Regions from separate parts of the Mus musculus genome. Here region 2 is linked to region 1. The links are chromatin contacts, called in public promoter capture Hi-C maps. All regions are on one chromosome and are shown on one strand. Each heading gives the region's core, a stretch centred on a gene start, on an enhancer-like site or on the middle of the called end of the contact. The rest is flanking DNA. Distances are from core to core; before and after follow the strand shown. Region 1 holds the start of Dcaf13 (DDB1 and CUL4 associated factor 13). Region 2 holds the start of Nudcd1 (NudC domain containing 1).

The links. Promoter capture Hi-C pulls out the DNA fragments that hold promoters and counts their contacts.
Region 2: a contact with region 1 is called in a promoter capture Hi-C map of pre-B cells, with 4 times the contacts expected there. The contact joins the promoter of Nudcd1 here to the promoter of Dcaf13 in region 1. A contact is called at or near these places in 2 of 39 promoter capture datasets (liver and pre-B cells) and 1 of 484 Hi-C or Micro-C datasets (CD4 T cells).

The regions. Positions count from the first base shown.
Region 1 is chr15:39,111,513-39,115,040 of GRCm38.p6, reverse strand. It overlaps Dcaf13 (DDB1 and CUL4 associated factor 13), which reads right to left and starts at 2,167. Exons shown (of 11, transcript NM_198606.2): 1 at 1,990-2,167. The coding sequence starts at 2,059. It overlaps Slc25a32 (solute carrier family 25, member 32), which reads left to right and starts at 2,325. Exons shown (of 7, transcript NM_172402.3): 1 at 2,325-2,693. The coding sequence starts at 2,540.
Region 2 is chr15:44,426,963-44,430,554 of GRCm38.p6, reverse strand. Nudcd1 (NudC domain containing 1) reads left to right here and starts at 2,248. Exons shown (of 10, transcript NM_001113554.1): 1 at 2,248-2,893. The coding sequence starts at 2,779. It overlaps Eny2 (ENY2 transcription and export complex 2 subunit), which reads right to left and starts at 2,444. Exons shown (of 5, transcript NM_175009.3): 1 at 2,313-2,444; 2 at 919-995. The coding sequence starts at 2,318.

The DNA.
Region 1 (3,528 bases), core at 918-3,417:
CCTGGAGCTCAGCTCAAGCACCTTCACTCCCTGTCACCTAACCCACCTTGCATTTCCTCCTATGCAGCAGCCTTTCTAGCAGGACTTAACCTTCACCCACATCTACCCAAACCTCACACCCCTTGAAAATATTCATTTTATCTTCTAAATCATAATCGCTGTATCCACTTCCAACTTCCCTCATCTAGTCACACAGAAGCAACTAACACTAGTGCAGCACCTGCCATACATCATAAGCGCTGGGTATGATAGCTTAAAACTCATATAAAACCACATATATTTGTGTAAGGTGCTCTTACACATTAACTAGACACATCAGAACTATCGAGGATATTTCAACAATAAAGCTTCACCAGTACTTACCCAGAATTTAAATCCTGCAGAAAACTTACAAGGAAATAACACTAAATAAAATATAACAGATGTGTTTCTTGCTTTATATTTTAAAGCACTCCAAAAATTTTATTTTCTGTTTTGCTATTATATTTCTATTATAAAAATAAAAATAGCCGGGTGGTGGTGGCGGCGCACGCCTTTAGTCCCAGCACTTGGGAGGCGGAGGCAGGTGGATTTCTGAGTTCCGAGGCCAGCTTGGTCTACAAAGTGAGTTCCAGGACAGCCAGGGCTATACAGAGAAACCCTGTCTCGAGAAAAACGAAAAAACAAAAACAAAACAACACAAATAAATAAATAAATAAAAATAGGGAGATACTGTTGAAAAAAGATGTTACTATAAAGTAGAGTTGTATCTCCTAGCATAAGATTCTGTGTCCCAGCTGTCACCCATTCATTCATTCATTCCGATACTTACAAAGTAGCTATTTATGTGAGTTATTGTCTAAACACTGCATATAGGAATAGGATTCTTTCCTCTCTTTTCAAGCTGATAGGAAAGCCTGCTAATCAGCATGAACCATGAGATAATGTGATAAGCACTGACAAATCCAAACAATGTGTACTGAAAACACAGAAGAGGACACTGATGCGCAGGATGGAGGGCACTTGTAGGGATAAGTATGTAAAGATACGTACATAAGTATAGCTCCAAGACAAAGCCTGAAATGCACCCACATTGGCAAGGGTAACGTAAGCCACTGTCTTAGTTAGGGTTTTACTGCTGTGAGCAGACACCACGACCAAGGCAACTCTTATAAGGACAACATTTAGTTGGGGCTGGCTTACAGGTTCAGAGGTTCAGTCCATTATCATCAAGGTGAGAACATGGTAAAATCTAGGCAGGCATGGTGCAGGAGGAGCTGAGAGTTGTTCTACAGCTTCATCTGAAGGCTGCTAGGAGAATACTTTCTGCTAGGCAGCTAGGACTAGGGTATTAAAGCTCTCACCCACAGTGACACACCTACTCCAACAAGGCCACTCCCTGGGCCAAGCACTATAAACCATGACAGCTCCATCCAGCAATGCACTGTTTGGTGAAAGTGGAAGAAAAAAAAAAGTAATGAGGTTCAAAGATTCAAAATAATTAACGTCAAACTCTGGGGACAAATCTACTTTTCATTTAAGAAATATTACCAAAAAAAAAAAAAAGAAAAGAAATTATTACCATGTAAAACACCTTGGGAGCTGGGGGGGGGGGCCATATACCACACGTTAGCAATGCTAGGGGGAGGAGAGAGAACCTTTAGTAACGCAGACAGGGTTTCTCTCTGTAGCCCCGGCTGTCCTGGAACTCACTCTGTAGACCAGGCTGGCCTTGAACTCAGAAATCCGCCTGCCTCTGCCTCCCAAGTGCTGGGATTAAAGGCGTGTATACGTAACTACTTCCCACTAGAGGAAAATTCTCACAAAGGACGTAGAGGTATGTGCCATCTGCAGTTCTGATCCTCACCAGCCCCGTGTGGACGCAGCCGCCTAGGCGGAGAGGGAAACCGAGACCAGAGCGCTGGCCTCCCGCCCCTTTTACTGCTCGAAAGCTGGCCAGACCCAAAGAATCCGGGAGGAGGCCCCTTCCTCTGTTCCAGTTCCTCTCACCTCTTTGTATGTCCAGCTTGGTTTCGCGGACATAGTTGTCAGGGTTTCGGCTCAGCATTTTCACCTTCATCTTGGCGGCTCTGGGTGTCGGACTCCACGAGCCTTTAAACCGGGCTCGACTTACCGGGGCCAGCACGCAGACACACTACTTCCGCCTTCCGCGGGCTTCCTGTCACGTGGCTCCGCAGAGTGGCAGCCGGATGGCTCAGCTGGACCTCGCGGCGTTCCGTAGTCTCTCCGGCTAGGAGCTGGAGGGGGCGGTCCTTCAGCTGTCGCTCGCGTCTTGACCCGAGGGCGAGCGCGCGCAGCTGTGGGCGGGGCCAGGCCTGCTGGGCGGGGCTAAGCAAGCTCCGCTCTGAGGTTTCTCCTACTCCCCGCTTTGCCGCGGGTGTGACTTGCCTGCAGCAGCGTCCCGGGCTCCGGTCCCGGAAGTGGGCTCGCGTCCTGCGGTTCCAGGCCCCGGGCCGCGACAGTCGCCACGGTGGCGGCCACTACATCACGCCCCACGTCGGCGGCGCTGGACGCCGTAGTGTCGACGAACCCGGAGCCCATGACAGGCCAGGGCCAGTCGGCTGCCGGGTCGGCGGCGTGGAGCGCGGTGTTCCGCCACGTCCGGTACGAGAACCTGGTGGCTGGCGTGAGTGGCGGGGTCTTGTCCAACCTGGCGCTGCACCCGCTCGACCTCGTGAAGATCCGCTTCGCTGGTAAGAGCCTGCCCACGTCCCGGGCGGCTTCCCTTGCTGCCAGCCCCAGCGAAGCACTTACACGCAGAAGAGACATTAGTCTCCCCAGACTCTACTACAAGGGGGAGAGCCCCTAAGATGATGCTGTGCACCCTGCGTTACCTGGAGCTAGGATTTAGGAAGGGGACCCCGGCTTTCCCTGTGTCTCCTAACCATAAAGGATAGGGAAAGTGGGTGAAGTTTGAGAGAAAGGAGGTTGTCACATTTGACCCTCATGTTCACGAGTCATTCACTCTTTGGGGTAATTTGAAGTCTTAGGGCAGCCACGTGTTTGGCTGTATAAAGTCAGACGAAAGTACAAGTGTGTGAGCCGGTGCTTTGTCACCTTCGGAGAGTAAGGTCATAGTTTGGGATTAAAATATTCACTAAAGTTTCTTTAGTTTGCAGTATTTAAAAATATGCATTGTCTGGTGAAGGAAGGAGGAGCTTCTACACTCTAAATAACTGTATTAAAGTGTGAATTAAGTATATGGAAATTAGCACGGCATTTTAGGAATTAATACCAAGTTGCATTACATAGGTGAGCCTTGGTAACTATTTAGAAACCATTTCTGTTATTTCATTTATTACAAACTAAATTTTTCCAGAAAATCAAATCTTTAGAGATGGATTTAGTAGAGCATTCTAATTTTATTCGATTTACTTGATGTATGTGTCTTAATGTTGAACAGTGGAGTCGAACTAAGAAGTACCAACAGTTTCTTATCGTTAGGAAACTTAAAAATGTAATTACCCTAAGATATATAAAAGGATTCTACACAACATGAAATCAGTTGCTAAGTAGAATAAATTCAAA
Region 2 (3,592 bases), core at 999-3,498, 5.3 Mb before region 1:
CTTAAATAGTTCCATTGGTCAAAACAGTTCTGAAATTCAGTATGTTTTCAATGGCCAGAATTCTTACACAACAATTCATACTCCTGCATACTGTTCCAGCCACAAGCTTTCCCACTTTGCCTATATTGTGAGTTCCTGAGCACTTATCAGGTACCAAAGCTCTGGCAGCAGATTCTGCTGCTAGACTATCCTTTCCCTCTTTGACCTTGGGGACTGCAGATTCTTCTTCCACACTAGGTGAAATTCTTTTATTACTGAAATTTACTCAAACACCTCCAGGTAAAATGGAAGCAACTCCACAGTTCCTGACATTCCTTTGTACACTTGATTACCCTGCTCTGAGAGCCATTCTGTTTGTTTCTCAGCCCTTTCTTTAAACGTTTGCTCCTTAAATTAGGTTTTGAGCATAGCATTATACAATGGGAATACAAAGGTATCTCTGTCATGGAGGGTGGATCACACTGAAGACCATAAGCTAATGGAGTAGGGAGTGGATACAAGAGCTGGAATTTGAAGATACATAGCTGAGTATTTAAATAAGAGGAACAAGAAAGTCCTTCAGAAAATAGTAACAGCACATGCTGCCCCAGAGTTAAGGGCCTGAGGTAATTAAACACAGTTCTATAATAAAACCTGGGTAATATTCTCCAGCTGTAGATATTTGTGTCTTTGCGGTCTCTTTTCCACTTTGTTAAAAATGCCTTAGCAGTGTCACTGATTGCTTATCTTTGTATATGACACTTCCGAATCTGGTAATGCTGATTCAAACTATTACAGATGTTAAGAATAGAAACTCTGATAAGCTTTACTTTTCTGTAATTCTTTCCAGGTATGTTTTGGCCCTTGACACTTGAAATTCCTCCAATATAATTATTAAAGATGGTAAAACCTACTTTATTGATACAATTTATTACTCACCGTTCTCTTTCTCCAGTTTCTATTAACTTTTGGTTAATCGCTGCTCTCATCTGCGCATCTTTGTTCATCTTGCTAACCTGGACATCAACATGCATTTTGAGATACATAATATTTAGAAAAGTGTTTCCTTCTAAGACCTCTCTAGACAATCATCCTAATACATTGAACATTATAATAAGGAAAGGATGATAATTTTAAGTACCTTACATGGTATTATTATTCTTAGTACTATTTCCTGTATCCCAATTCCCTTCCCTCATAAGCTCTTTATTGTTTATTTTCTTTGTCTTTTTAAAAAGGGAATAACTACTATTATAATACCATTAAGCACTTATGTACCTAAAACTGAGAATATTTAACCCCCAAATTTGCTCTAATGACACAATTCCATTTTACAGATGAGAACACTGAGGCACAGAGACAGAATGTGAAGTCAGGTACTTGGAGTCCCACCTTATTTAATTGTACACTAATATCTGACTGGCGTTCATTTCTGCATCTTAACTGCATTCAATTTCTGGGTAAGCCATAGCATGCACACTAATAAAAGATACGACTATGAAAAATGAAATAAGACTATGTGCTTGCTTTACCCAATAAACTTCACGGAGAATTACAACTGCTACCCTAGCTTTGGATTTCATATCCTTATTTCTGAAGGGTAAGTAAGAAAACGAATTTCAAACTAGTCTTTGAGAAATTCTTCATTTTCAATAAAAAACAGACAACCAATGCCAAAATAGGTGTAGGGGAAAAAAAAAAAAAGCAAGGTTAACTTTTGAGCGCATTTTTGCCATTTAAAAGTCAGGTTTAAGTTAATGTTTTCCTACTTAGTGTGAATCTTCTTTTGTAATTCTCCGTCTTGTCTGTATGGAAATTCAGACTACAAAGAATTTTCAGAGTTGGGCTGCGCAAGAAGCAGGTGAACAGAGGGTTAATAACTAGGCAACGCTTTACTTCTGTAGTTGGGGCTTAACATTTCCAAATTAACTGCAAAAGTTTAGACAGTGTCATAGCAAGAACAGCAAAACTTCGTCTCGTCTTGGCCCCTAAAATCACGGATAGTGACCTTGGGCAAGTCACTTAATGCCTAAAGGCCTCAGTTTTCTCACTGGTAAAACCAGGGCGCTAGGGACTCCCTCCCGGTTCTGACATTCTTTAGGAAAATGCAACACGGCGCAGACAGCTGGAGAGGCGGGAGGGGAGGAGCCAGAAAACAAAGCGGGGACTGGCTCCCGGCCAACTCCAGCAGCACGCCCTGTCGGAGAGCCCTACAGGCCCGCGAGCGAGCGAGCGAGCGAGCGCGGGTCGGGGAAGCTAACGAAAGACAGCACATCGAAAGGAGCCTGGGCTGGGCCCGGGTCCCGGCCCTGAGGACCACGGGCATAGCTCACCACCATCACCGCGGGCGAGGGCCGTCCCTTCCCAGCGACGAAATGACCCTTGCGCTGACGACCGTTACCTACCACACTCTTCGGCTGCCCGGACTTAGACCCTCAGTAGCTCGGGCACCTAAGCACACAGAAAGCTAGACCACGCATTTCCGGGGCGGGATCTGGCCACCCTGCCTATAATGTGAGAATTCAACTAGCGCGGGCCGCCTTCTGGTCGCTCGGCCCTCTGGGTAAGGAAGTCCAGAGTCTGTTAGCTGACGTGGGTTCAGGGATCAAAAAACTACATTTCCCAGCATTGCAACAGAACCAAATTTCTCATGGACACTACACTTCCCAGAAGAGACGTGGCGCCGCAGAGTCGTCTGGGATGGGAACCACGCCGTTTCCCAGCCTCAGTTCCAGGAGTGAAGCGCGGACCTTTCAACAAGAGCTTTATTGATTCTCTTGCTGGGATCGGGGGAACGCGATGGAGGCGGCCAATTGCTCTCTGCGGGTGAAAAGACCTCTGCTGGATCCCCGCTTCGAGGGCTACAAGCTGTCTCTCGAACCGCTGCCCTGCTACCAGCTGGAGCTTGATGCAGGTGGGATCGGCGGCACCCTCTCGCACCCGGTTCCTTCTTGTTGAGGCTGCCATTGGCGCAACCCTCTGTCACTCCGGCTAGCCAGCCACCTCCTGCCGGTCTGCACCTAGAGCGGCCGTCCACGCGGGGACCCGAGGATGCCCCCTTTCCTTCCGCGCCTTAGCCGCGGCACTGTGGGCTGGCCTAGGCGTCCGCAGCTCAGGCTCGGATGTTCTCCGCCCATACATCTCTGGCTCCTGCTCTGAAGGTTCAAGTTGTCCTTCCTTCCCAAACCTTACCTTTAGTAAACGTGTTCGCTGAGAAGCCACACCTCCTTGGAAAGTCCCCAACTCCCTTTTTCCTTCTGACGCAGAATCATTTCTTGGGAGAGAAAAATTTCCACATTCAGTTAGCAGTTTCAAATACTCGGGTCCTGGATCATGCTACAATTTATTGAGGGCAAGTGATTTAGTGCGCTTACTGTTGCTTGCTGCTACTACTTATTTATCTGTAACTTCCTAGAGGCTATTCTCCTTTTTACAACCATAGGAATTGTAGTTTTGTTAGGGAAAGTGTCCAGGGATTTGTGTTTTTAAATACATGTCTCTGCAGATTCTTATTTTGATACAAGTTTTCCATAGGTTGTACTTTGAGAAATAGTGATCTAGAGGTGTTAGTCGACGTTTGAGTATCAAGCGTTACTTATGTATGTATCTATGT